Linked DNA regions of Cyprinus carpio: region 1 is linked to region 2. The links are chromatin contacts, called in public Hi-C maps. All regions are on one chromosome and are shown on one strand. Each heading gives the region's core, a stretch centred on a gene start, on an enhancer-like site or on the middle of the called end of the contact. The rest is flanking DNA. Distances are from core to core; before and after follow the strand shown. Region 1 holds the start of LOC109098931 (SPRY domain-containing SOCS box protein 1). Region 2 has its middle 44 kb from the start of LOC109098931.

The links. Hi-C and Micro-C count contacts between places; a contact is called where the count stands out from the background.
Region 1: a contact with region 2 is called in a Hi-C map of skeletal muscle, with 3 times the contacts expected there. The contact joins the promoter of LOC109098931 here to the enhancer-like site in region 2. A contact is called at or near these places in 3 of 8 Hi-C or Micro-C datasets (liver and skeletal muscle).

The regions. Positions count from the first base shown.
Region 1 is chrB23:14,187,866-14,194,237 of ASM1834038v1, forward strand. LOC109098931 (SPRY domain-containing SOCS box protein 1) reads right to left here and starts at 3,213. Exons shown (of 3, transcript XM_019112466.2): 1 at 3,014-3,213.
Region 2 is chrB23:14,143,676-14,150,322 of ASM1834038v1, forward strand. No RefSeq gene overlaps it. Among protein-coding and RNA genes, the nearest start is that of LOC109098931, 44 kb to the right of the region's middle. Within about 2 kb of position 2,131, at least 1 of the 8 cell types and tissues checked has an H3K27ac peak or open chromatin away from gene starts, as enhancers often do. A contact at or near this core is called in skeletal muscle, where this site is marked.

The DNA of each region.
Region 1 (6,372 bases), core at 1,963-4,462, 45 kb after region 2:
TAAACTGTATATTTTAGTTTTTGCCCTGTCTCTTTATGCTCTCCTCCTGTTTGCTTTGGTGTGGCTGATGACAGACAAATCATTAATGGCTGGTCTATGTGGTAATACAGTACATCAGGCAGGACATCCATAAGCCCACCTATCATTCACCGACCTCAAATATAGCTTTTAATCTTAAAGATGTATGTAGTAACAACTTTACATGGCCGCTCAATCTAATGTTAACCTACAGAAATGTGCGCTATTGAAGTGTGTGTGGAAGATGAACAGCAGTGCGCTCACAGCAGGACAGATATGGTGCTTTTCCACCGCATGGTACGGCACAGTACAGTTCACTTTATTTGTTCTTTTCCACCGCATGGTACGTAAAATTTGATTTTAATTTATTGGTGTTTTAGATACATCACTAGATAAACACAACAGAACTGCTAAATTTAAATCAGCATAGCCAGCGAAGGATCGAACGCATCTGTTTTGAATGAGCACACCTTTTTTAACAACCAAAAAGTGTCTGTTTCATTGTCTGTTTCGTTCCTCTCATTGATAGCAGAGGAGCGGATCCAGCGAGAGCTTGATGGGGCAACACAGAATTAAAAAGTTTCTCAGGAGTTGCAGCAGTAGAGGTGGCACAACTATAACGACATGTGAATAATCCCGCCCACTCTAAAGCGGTGGAAACAAACAGAGCAGAGCTGAACCGTACTGTACTGAGCCAAACCACACAGTGGAAGAGCTCCAAGATGCGCCATTGCGTTCACTTGCTCTTAAAATACTCCATAATTTTTGGTCATACAGATAAAAGTAATACATCTTTTAAATCTGTAAAGACTCTACGTTTATTTGTGTGCAATCAGAACAACGACAAAATGTTGCGCTTCTGGAAAATAAAGCAAACAGAATGCACTTTCTGCTCTCTCGGTCATGTGAACGAGCGAGAAACTTTGAAACTCTGTGTATGAAAAATATATCTATAGAGAGTGAAATGCCTACACAAGACTTCTGTATCTTTAAATATACAATGTGAAATATTTTGTTAAACTATTACATTTTTTTTTTTAAAAAGCTGTTATTAAAACGTTAGTTGAGTCAATTAGAATTAGACAAAAAAAAATATAAAAAATACCAGTTAGTTATTTTTCTTCTCTGCCAATGAATATTTCAGAAGAAGCCAAAGCATTAAAGGGTTACTCCACCCCAAAATGAAAATTGTCATTAATCACTTACCCCCATGTCGTTACAAACCCCTAAAAGCTTTGTTCGTCTTCGGAACACAATTTAAGATTTTTTGGATAAAAACGGGAGGCTTGAGACTGTACCATATACTGCCAAGTTAGTAACACTGTCAAGGTCCAGGAAACTATGAAAAGCATCGTCAGAATAGTCCATCTGCCATCAGTGATTCAACCGTAATGTTACGAAGCGACGAGAATACTTTTTGTACATGAAGAAAACAAAAATAACGACTTTATTCAACAATTCCTATGTTCTGTGTCTCTCCAAATCAGTGTAGCACCATTTTGGCAAATCTGAGCAATATGTAGGCGGTGTACTCTCTTCTGTATCAGCCACGCCAAAAGGATACAGTTTTTATGTGTATTTACGCTTTGGTTTGAAAGAAAACAGCGCATCAGCGCAGCTCGCCTGACACAGAAGAGCATACGCCGCCTGCGTACTGCTCAGATTCACCAAAATGGCGCTACGCTGATTTGGAGAATCACAGAGCAGAGGAATTGTTGAATATTATTTTTGTTTTCTTCGTGTACAAAAAGTATTCTTGTCGCTTCATAACATTACGGTTGAATCAATGATGGCAGATGGACTATTCTGACGATGCTTTTCATAGTTTCCTGGATCTTGACAGTGTTACTTACTTGGCAGTATATGGGACAGTCTCAAGCCTCCCGTTTTCATCCAAAATATCTTAAATTGTGTTCCGAAGACGAACAAAGTTTTTTAGGGTTACATGGGGGTAAGTGGTTAATGACAAAATTTTCATTTTGGGGTGGAGTAACCCTTTAAGCATTGCTTATTACAAAGCAACACAGATCAAAATCCGGTCTGGAACATCATTTGACTGGAGCAGGAACAGAGATTTCCCCTTTCCACTCAAAGAGCTCGCTAGTCACTCCGCTCCAACTCCACTCCGTGTTTTTAAGTTTCCAGCCCCCTCCAGTGATTGAAACCTGCTAGGAGAGATCTGGCGCGAGTGAAAACAGCAATGCAGATTTTCAAAGGCCCACTCCCTGCCGCAGGTAAATACACATGATTCTGCTTGATTTACAAAAGAAAACTTAAACCTAAAAAAAGCAATAAAATAAATAAGATCCCCCTCTTCTCTCCAGGTAGATTACACAAACTCCAGTGCTACTACACTAATTATTAGCGCTCTTAGAACACCAAACAAGTACAGATAGCTTAACACAGATGCCTCCAGACCAAATGCTCCAAGTCTTTAAAACCTTAAACCGAAAGTAAAGCCTTTCCAGCGCTGTCTGGACCAAACACCTTTACTGATGAGGAGTACAACTAGAAACGGCTACAAGCACAATTCTCATGTAAATACACCAAACTGATTAACTTAGTTCACTGAGCTTCGCTAGTCACTATAATGCGACTACCTGGCCTTTAAATGTAACCAACAAACAACATAATCAGAAACACAAATCTCCTGATGCTGCCAAACTTAACTAGGGTTGGAAACTATTAAACGTAGGTCCACGAGACACATTTTACTGGTTTAAAAATCCATTTTAGACTCATTACAAACGCAAGAAGTAGTTGTTGTTTAATCTATTATTTACACAGACGCAATAGGAAACGTGCCACAATCTAGCGCATTTGTATCGCATTTCCCGTTTAACTTCGGCTTGTTGAATGAGCACATCGACTGGATGTTTGCATTCGAAAAGCTTGGGAAAACGCGAGTGTGTGCATGTGAACACAGCAAAGACAAAAGACAGGCAAATGTGTTTAACCGTAATTATTTCAGCCCGAAGCTCCAAATGATACTTACCGGAAAATAAACCATAGGCGAAGGAGTGGCTCGAGTAGGTTCCTTTCAGTCTGTATTCCCGTGCAAATTCATGACTATATCTCCTCTCTGTCTTTTTAGCACAGGCTTGTATTGGGTGAAATGATGGCTGCTTACAGCGACAGAAACATCTCTCCAGTCACGTGGTCAAATAGCTCCCAGCTGCTGCTGAGCGTCCCTCCCAATTGAGCAGAGTTGTTGTTTAGCTCATTTCCCCGATAAACCCTGCTGATTGTGGACTACATAATGATAGTATAATCACTGTGTATGTGCATGTCAGATATACATTTAGGTGCTGGAACTTTCTTTCATTTTTATTTTCATTTTATTTCATTCAGCGAGTGGGCCTACCTCTGTTTATTATTTAACTCAAATTTTATATATTTCATAATTTATAAGTATTTTTTTTTCTTAATTTAAGTAATATCTTGTGCTTTAACAGTTTTTAAATAGTAGTTTGATTATTTAGATATACAACAGTATACAAGTTGACAATTTATTTAAATGAATTCAGTCATTTGACAAATGGATGCTACACTGGTTGCTTTATGTAGTTAAAGGAAATAGTCTTTCTTTTATTTACTGATCATCTCAAATTTGATGCGTTTCATAATATTCTATTTAAGGAAATTATATTCAATTGTTTTCTTAGTAGACCTATAAGTAAAATAAAGTAATTATATTAACATAAATCTTGTGCATAAATATAGATATTTTAAGTTTCATGTTGATTCGATTTTTTAGGTAGCAGTGTGATTATTTTAATTATACAATTATGCTTTTAAAATAATTACTTGAATCATTTTAAATTAATTGATTTATTGATTCCTTGAACCTTTTTGGATGATTGGTTTTTGTTTGTTTGTTTTGTGGAGTTATGTAAAAAAGTGTTTTGTTTTCCCCAGAGGTTAATATTGCCTTTTAATAAATAGTTATTTTCTGACAGAATATGTAGTTAATTTCTGTTCATATTTCTGATTTTGTTGTTAGAGGTGTTTTGCCTTAGTCTGTCTCTCACTTAAAGGGGGGACGCTGCATGCATCCTCCAATATTCAGAGTAGTGATGGTAGATATTGCTTTTCAATGACCCCCAGTCTTGAATACTTGGTCACAGCCTCGTCTTCAATCACAGTATTGTTTGCGCTTTCATATTCACTTTCAACCTGACTGCACTCCGACCTAGATGCTGTTACTGCATGATGACTGCATTTCCATGCTTGAAGACTCTGATTCATGTGGCTCCTCTCTATATGACTCAACGGACAATGAGGCATCCTGGCAACCCAAACTGTCTGGAGACACAGTAATAACTCCTCCATAGACCTTATACAATGTATCATTCTCCTGAGCCTGCTAGTGTCTCTCAAACCATTCTGTTGTAGGGTGGAGTAGATATTTTCCCTCTGATGTAGACTTCTGTGACAGCGAAGAGGTGAGTGAACAGTGATGGTAGGAACAAACCTCAAGTTACATTAAACTATCTGAGAATCATACTCTTGCTTTAACTATAGTATTACCACTGAGGGACATGTGAAGTATTTTACTGTCCCCTTGTGTTCAGTCTGATTACTCACAAATCCAAAGCTTCTTTACATGCCTAGAACAATCACACAACAGAAAGGCATATTATTTACCAACAAAATCCCAGATCTTACAAATCCTTTTGTTTCCTAATAGTTTTATTGGCCTTTCTGGCACTGGTTTACATTGGTTTTGCTTTTCAATAGTTTAATGAAAGGTTTTCAACCTTCTCAGTACAAGGGTCTCATGGACCCTCAGTATAACAAGGCTAGATTTCCTCAGAAACACTTTAAAATGTAAAATTTTAATCAAAAACATTAAAGGAACATTTAACTTAAAATTGAACATTTTCTCATCCTCCGGCTGGAATATAGTTCACTCAAAGATGAAAATTTACTTAATGTTTACTCACCCCTCAGTCCATCAAAGATGTAGATGAGTTTATTTTTTGATGTGAATGTTTGGAATCAGAATGAGAGTTCAACATCTGTTAAAAAAAAATTACAATAATCCACACAACTACAGTTCATCAATTAGCATCTAGTGAAGTTAAAATCTGTGTATTTGTAAACATATCCATCATTAAGCCATTTTTTAAACTTTAAACCTGGCTAAACTATGGCATTTACTGCCTTCTCCAGTAAAAGAAAAAAAGCCATCACATCTGAATCAGGAAAGAAATATGCAAATTTTACAAATGATGTAAGACTTTAAAATGTTTGATTCGGTGATATTTAGGTGTTTATTTGTGTATTGATGTGAGATGACACAAGGGGCTGGATTTTTTTGTTAACTGAAGAAGCTATAATGGATTATGGACTAATGTTTTACTATTAAAATGCCCTAATGATGGACTGTGCATTACAAACATGCAGCTTTTTGCTTCACATAATGTTAATTGATGGACTGGAGTTGTGTGGATTACTTGTGGATTATCGTAATGTTTTTATCATCTGTTTGAGCCCTCATCTGTCGGCACCCATTCACTGCAGAGGATCCATTGGTGAGCAAGTGATGTGATGCTGAATTTCTCTAAATCTGTTCGGATGAAGACACAAACTCATCTACTTCAAGGGGTGGCCTGAGGGTGAGGAAATTTTCAGGAAATATTTAATTTGGGGTAAACTGTTCCTTTAACCAAACTTTAGGGATTTCGGGGATCTCTGGTTAACAACTCTGAGTTTAGTTGCTTTAGATTTAGATGATTAGCCTCAGTTCTTTATGCCAAACCAAGTGTGTTTCAATAAGTCTGAATAATGGCAAGCATACCGAAGTTGCACAATACCACAGACTGTTTTTGTTGAGCCAGACAATCACTGCTACCTTTCACTTGAGAAAAAGCAAACACATTCATCTTAGCTCTTTCTCTCCTGCTCAGAAAGCCACACTGTCCATACTGAACTATATAAATGTCACAAACAGTCAGACTCGGATTCTAGTGGAAAAAGTTACTGTGTACTTTCTAAGAATTATGCTGTCAGCTGTGGAAAGGGATTACACAGTTACAGTTAAAATATTTAGGAGTTTATTACTTTTGCAGGAGCCAAAGAAGAGTTAAAATGGTTACACATGATATACTGAATCCTTCCTAAAACTATTGTTACATAACAGTTTCTCTCATGTCCAGAAAAGCACATCTTTTAACACCAGCTCTATTGTATTTATACCACTGCAGTCTGGTTCCCTTTTCCACCCGCAGCAATAAACAAGTGCTTGATTCTGAGTGACTCACCTGCAATGTTTCCTCACCAGAGCTCCAAACATCTCTGCACAAGCACCTCATTCTTTTCAGGAACTGTAATTGAGTTCCAGGAATGTGA
Region 2 (6,647 bases), core at 881-3,380:
CACCACACCAGCAGAGGGCAACATATAGCTTACATAATTCAAAACCTCATTTCAGTAATTAAAGTGCCCCTATTATGGGTTATGAAATGTTCATATTTTGGTTTTGGCAGTACCCAACAACAGATTGACATGCATGCAAGGTCAAAAAACACTTTCATTGTCTTGCATTTATTTTTACCTTATTTGTTCAACGACTCCCAAACGATTCACTTAACGATTCATTTTTCCAAACCCCTCCTTTGCATGATGCTAATCTGCTTTGATTGGTCCGATTGGTCGATTTCATTTTCATTACATCATGCCTGAAAAAGCAGTGTTTGTGAGTGCAGTGCTGCTTTGTGTACAGCGTTACGGGGAAACCTCTATTTTTACCGCTCCAAAAGTGGCACCTAGTGGCAAAGAATGAATTAGCATTTTCATTCAGACCAACGCGAAATTCAAGTTTTCCTGTGCACGCAACAAGTGTGCGAGCAATATGCTATGGTTTCACTTTGACCTCAACATGAAATGGCTTGGGATTTGTTTTAAAAATTACTCGTTTCAATGATTCAGAGTCGACTCTTTCTTTTGAGAGACAATAACTTTATACACGGTGCACTTTCAGATTTAAAAGTTTCCAGGATGTTTTCGTTCACTTAGAGCTGTGTTACACACTGCATGAAAGGTAATTTTCAAAAATCCATAATGGGGTACTTTAAATTCTTTCAGATGCAGCTGCTGAAAACATGAAGTAATTCATAATGGATGTTAAAACCAAATGTTTTACAAATTCTTCAGATGACAGACAAATCACAATAGATGTTCAATTCAATTGTCCAAGTCTAGACATGATACAATAGCAAAAACATATTAAAGACATTTCTCAAAAGTACCCTTTAATCAATTTCAACCACAATATGTGGACAGAGGTTAAAATATGAGAAAAGCGTTCCAGAATCTCTATCTGACAACATTGTATTGAGCATAACTGCTATGCACACTAAAATGTTGTCAGACAGAGATTATGGAACACTTTTCTCATATTTTAACCTCTGCCTGTATTGTTATTGTTAAAACTCAAATGATTAACATTAATTCTTGGTAACTGAAATAAAAGTGAAATAAAATACAGCTACATATTAGATAAAAACATGCTTAAATAAAAATTAGAAATGTGCACAGAAACTAACTGAAACAAGTAGAAATACTAAAATTATATAATAGCTTTATAAAAATATAAATAAATAAATAAAAACTGAAAATATAAAAAGCTGCTCAAAATATTAACAAAGACTCTTTAGTATACCATATATACTAAAATAACAATATTCTACAACATTGCATCACAGGATACTTTTGCTTTGATATACAATATCTACAATGATTGAGTGCTTGTTCCAATAGGTCCAGTATCTGTTTACTGGGTCAGAGGTGGGTTGATGATGTGGACTGATGCCAGACACAGCTGGTAAGGTATGAGGTTGGCCATGAATCAGAGTTTGGAGGAGACCCAGTCCTTCTTCCAGCTCTTGTAAAGCGGTGCTGTTCTCCAAACTCCCCAACTGTGAAAACAGTTCCCAGGGTCAGAACGCAGACTCACGAGCAGCGCCTGTCAACACGGGTCTGATGACTAGAGCTGATGACAGTTTAGAAAGAGAACAGCGGAATAAAAGCAGCAAGATTGTGCACTTATTTACCCTTTTGCACTGGTGGTGCATTATGCTGATTCTTTAAGCTTTGTAAAAGTAGACTTGGTTATCTCTGTTTATAATATGCACACCAGTAAACAGCACAAACTAATGCAAATCACATGATTACATATCACATGATATACTATTTGAGTTTGGTACATTCCTGGATTACATAACAATTCTCATTACCATCGCAGAAAGGCCAGACTGCCCATCTACATTACATTTTCCAAACCTGTTGACCCTGTTATGACGTGATCTCCTGGTACATGTGAAATTAATAACCCCGGCTGTTTTTCTCTCTAGGTTTGACCCTGACTTAAAGGAATATCCTAGGTTCTGTATCCCAAATTGCTGTTATGCTCAGTCAGTAGCTTTTTTGGCATTTGTTTGGAAGATGTAACGTTGGTTACTACAAAAAATAATTATTTTAACTTGTTTTCGAGGTTAAAGGGAGGCACTTAATACAATGGTACAATAGAGTATATTTTGAGCATTTAAAAGCAGAAATGTGAAGCTTATTTGTGTAAAAAAAATTATAAAGTATTATTTTTCTGTAAAAATATGTATTATTTGATTATTAAATTATTTTTACAGTCATTTTAGTTCTCATGGCTACCAGGTATATCATTACAGAAAAGGTTAAACCAATATTTTCACACTAAAATAATGCTAACACATTTTTTGTTTACATATTGTGGCTATGTTTTTCAGAGAATATTTTTATATTTTCAAGGTTACAGTAAGGCCCTTCCCATGGAAGTCTAAATAAATAAATATTAAATACAATAAACATTTAATACATTTTGTGCATTGCAAATCAAATAATATGAAAGTTTTTGACAGAAAAAAATCTGGAAGTGCTTTTTTTCAATTTTTTATTTTAATTTTAACCTTGAAAACAAGAGCAAGTCAAAATAAATCAATATTTTTTCGTTAATCAGCATTATGCTACAAATGCTGTCGATTGAGCTTAACTTGCATTAAAACTGAAATATTCCTTTCTTCCACTTATTTTAGTCTGCCAAAGAAAACAGATTCACAGACAGATTCTTGTAGCTCCTGTTTCATCGAGTTGGATATCACACAGATGCAAATGAGAGAGAACTATTACATAAGTTTATGTTTGCATGTGTTCTGTTTAGTTTAGTCTGAAGTTTGAGCCCATGTGTTTGAAGAGTAGATGTGCAGCGTGAGCAGCTGGCCGTGAGTGTGAAGAGACTGGAGCCAATCATTTCGCACTTTGTCCCATAATATGTTGAATAATTCACACTGCTTTCATCAGTTCTCATTTAGTGGCTCGTTTGTCCCCTTACACCCTCGAAGTCCTTGCTCACACACTCCTCAACGCCTCGCGGAGTCTAGAGGACAGTCAAGGCTAATTAACTGGCTTTTTACATCCTTTGAAATGTTTAGTTTTCATCACAATATCCTTTTGCTTCTCACCTTCCCATTAGAGCATTTAAGCTGACACAGAGGTCCTCTATTTAAGCCAACAACTGTCACAGTTTTACCCAATACCTACAATGGGTACAAAAATGAGATTAGTTAAAATTCTTCTATTTTGCATTTAGGTTACTGTTTGACTGTTTCAGTTTGTATACTTCAAAATATCACAATTAATTTAATTTTGCTTGCAGATTCCCTGTATTTATTTGTTAAATTTACTAGAAATTTCTGAGTGAAAATTGTTTCTACAAATACATTTTTGGTGTTTTATTTAATACATTTTTAAAAAAGTAGAAATTATATTTTTAGCAAATGTGACAATCTAGACAAGAAGTTAAACGGAAATGTGGACCATGACAAAAATTTCTCTTTTTTTCTCTCTCTCTCTTTCTTTTTTTCTTTTGTCCTTAAAGGCTTTCTTTGAAGCCTCAAAGAGGAACTGTCTAGGAACATTTTACAAAGATCAAAAGGAATAAGTGCATTGAATTAGTGCTGATATTAAAACTGCACACTTGAGAAATGTGGAGCCACTTTTATAAAATGTTACATAGAAACTGTCCAACATTTGATCTTACAATCTTTTCTCAAATGTGCATATGTGTGATTCGGAGAACAAAATGTAAAAATTGCATACGCCTCTCTTTCAGATGTGAATGTATAAATTGTAATTTTATCTTGAAATTGTGCGCAGTTGAATGGTTTCAGATCTCCACTTGTAAATGTCACCTAATTAATGTCATTAACATTTAACAGAGTCTACATTTAACAAAACCACTCAACATCCAAATCCTTTATTTAAGAATGACGAGTGGCAAGAATTTCTAAGATTTCCAAATAATCTAAATACCTGCAGTACTCCGACATCAAAAAGTGCTTACTGTACGTCTGCCTAGACCCTGACGTGGCGCTAAATACTTTTCCACATCATAGACCATTTTTATACATTTGAAGCTGACATGGATTTTAGCGAACACACACTCTAAGATCAAATCTGTGCGTAGGCCTACACACGTTTTTTACAAACGAGGCCCCTCATGTCATTCCTGCCATTTTTTAAATTTGTTTAGAAGAATGTTTCCATGTGGTTTGTGCAGTAAAGCTTGAGCTGGACTGAAGTGGACATGTAACTGAGTGAGCAGACATGGAAATACATTCCAGGAACCACATGGACAAAATAGCATGTAACTTTACACAGCTGAGTGCCTCACTGATGGAAGGGTATATTCTAGCAGTCAAAATATACATAAAAATAACTTCTAGGCAACTGTGTGAGAGAGACAGAATCTGATGATGTGGGCAGAGTTTGCAGTTAGAAATAGACCAGTCTGATAAAATGATGTACTTGAAATGCCATGGTCTTTGGACAGACGTTTCCTGAATGTCTAAATACAGTGGGATGGACAGGATGGTCTTAAGAGAATATGACATAAGAGGACAGCATTGGAAGTTCCAAAGACTGTAAGTGCCTGGCGGTCAAGGCTTCGCTGGTTAGCATGGACCTGTAAAGTTTTTGAAAGTCTCTAATGATCATTTAAAGTTTGCATTTAAAAAAGAAAAACAGTAATACTGTGAATATAATAATTTAAGATTACTTTTTTATGTAATTTTACAGGTAATTTATTTTTGTAATGGCAAAGCTGAATTTTCAGCAGCCGTTACTCCAGTTTTCAGTGTCACATGAGCCTTCAGAAATTATTGTTATCAATGCTGAAAACAATTGTGCTGCTTAAACTTTTTTGGAAACCATTATTATATTTTTTTCTGATACATTTTTCAGGGTTCTATGATAAATAGAAAGTTTAAAGAACATTATTCATGTCTTTAAAGGGTTAGTTCACCCAAAAATGAAAATTAGCCCATGTTTTACTCACCCTCAAAGCTTCCTAGGTGTATATGACTTTCTTCTTTCTTAAAAATAATCCTTGCACTTCCAAGCGTTAGAATGGGAGCAGGCGGGAGCAACGCTTGCAAGAGCAAGGATCATTTTTAATATAACTCTAAAAGGATTCGTCTGAAAGAAGAAAGTCATATACACCTAGGATGCTTTAAGGGTGAGTAAAATATGGGCTATTTTTCATTTTCGGGGGAACTAACCCTTTAATGGCTTTGCAGTCTAAATGCATCATTGCTGAATAAAAGTATTATTGTCTTTAAAAAAAACTTTTGAATGGTATAGTTTACAATTATTTACTAAATGTATTGTGTTTTTGTAATTATTATTTAGTTATTATGCATAATTATTTATATATTAACTAAATAAAAAATTATAATTATTTTATTACTTTTTAAATTCATTTATATATATTTTTGGCAATTATGCAAAAAAGTTTCACTTTTGATGGCTATTTAAAAGTAAATGCATATCAATCAATCAATCAATCAATCAATCAGTCAGTCAGTCATTCAATAACAAAAATTGCAAGCAATGCACAAATTGCAAATATTTTATTATAGGTGATTATGCCCAGAAATTAGCACCATTTGCCTGTCATTGCTATTGCTCTCTCCAGGTATTATAGACCTCCTCAAGTTTGAATTATGATAATGTTCTTAACATCAAACAGCTTTGAATAAGTCATGAAGAGCCCACCCACACTGTCTCATCACAGTTTACAGATTACACAGCCTCCACTGACTTTGACTTCAAACCGGTGTGTTGTTAGCCTTCATATTCACATCTCTCACAAAGCACTTTTCATAACATCTGGCTGAGAGTTTCTCCTTTTTCTTCCATTTGAGCAGAATTCAGTAATGTCCTCCTCATTTTAGCTCAGGCGTAGGCTTCCTTATTTGACACATGCCCTAACTAGAGAACGTCTAGACTGCATCCATACTGTTTGCATGACAGGCAGGAAAAGCTTGCCATTTAAGGGAGGGAGAGCGGATGATGCCGTCAGGGAGAGCTGTTGTGGTTTGTGTGCCACTGATGGCACAGGGAGTGTCTGGAGGTTTAGACAAGACTGTCCACACTCAACCCCCCACAAAGGCATAGACTTCCTCTGTCCCAGAATCTTCACCCATCGTGTATTTGTCTCTGTGCATGAATATCAGTTTGGCTGCTGTGAAATTTAAAAACCGTTCTCTTGAACAGTACAGACTAAACTCAGTGCCAAAGTCTCAACCTCTGACAGGAAAATACATCATATTTTTACAGCGGCTGAGGTCACTTTGAAGTAAATGAACCCTCCATTACAGAGGAAGGGGAGAGAGGTTAAACGCACATCTTGTTAAACCTCCACACAGTATGTGTTATAAAACCTCACACAAAGATGTGATACTGTCGATTTCGACTGACTGTGAGCTTTATATATTTTAATATAACATGAAACACTATACAATACAGTCAAATCCATTAACATTAGGTCATGGATTATCTTACAGCATTTATTAATGTAGGTTAATTTTAATTTCTACATAAACATTTATAACATTTCAAGTATAAGTTAACATGAAGTTAAACAATAATGTAAAAAAGTAACATTAACCTACTAGTATTATATCTAAGCGTTTTGTCTAGACTTTGTAACT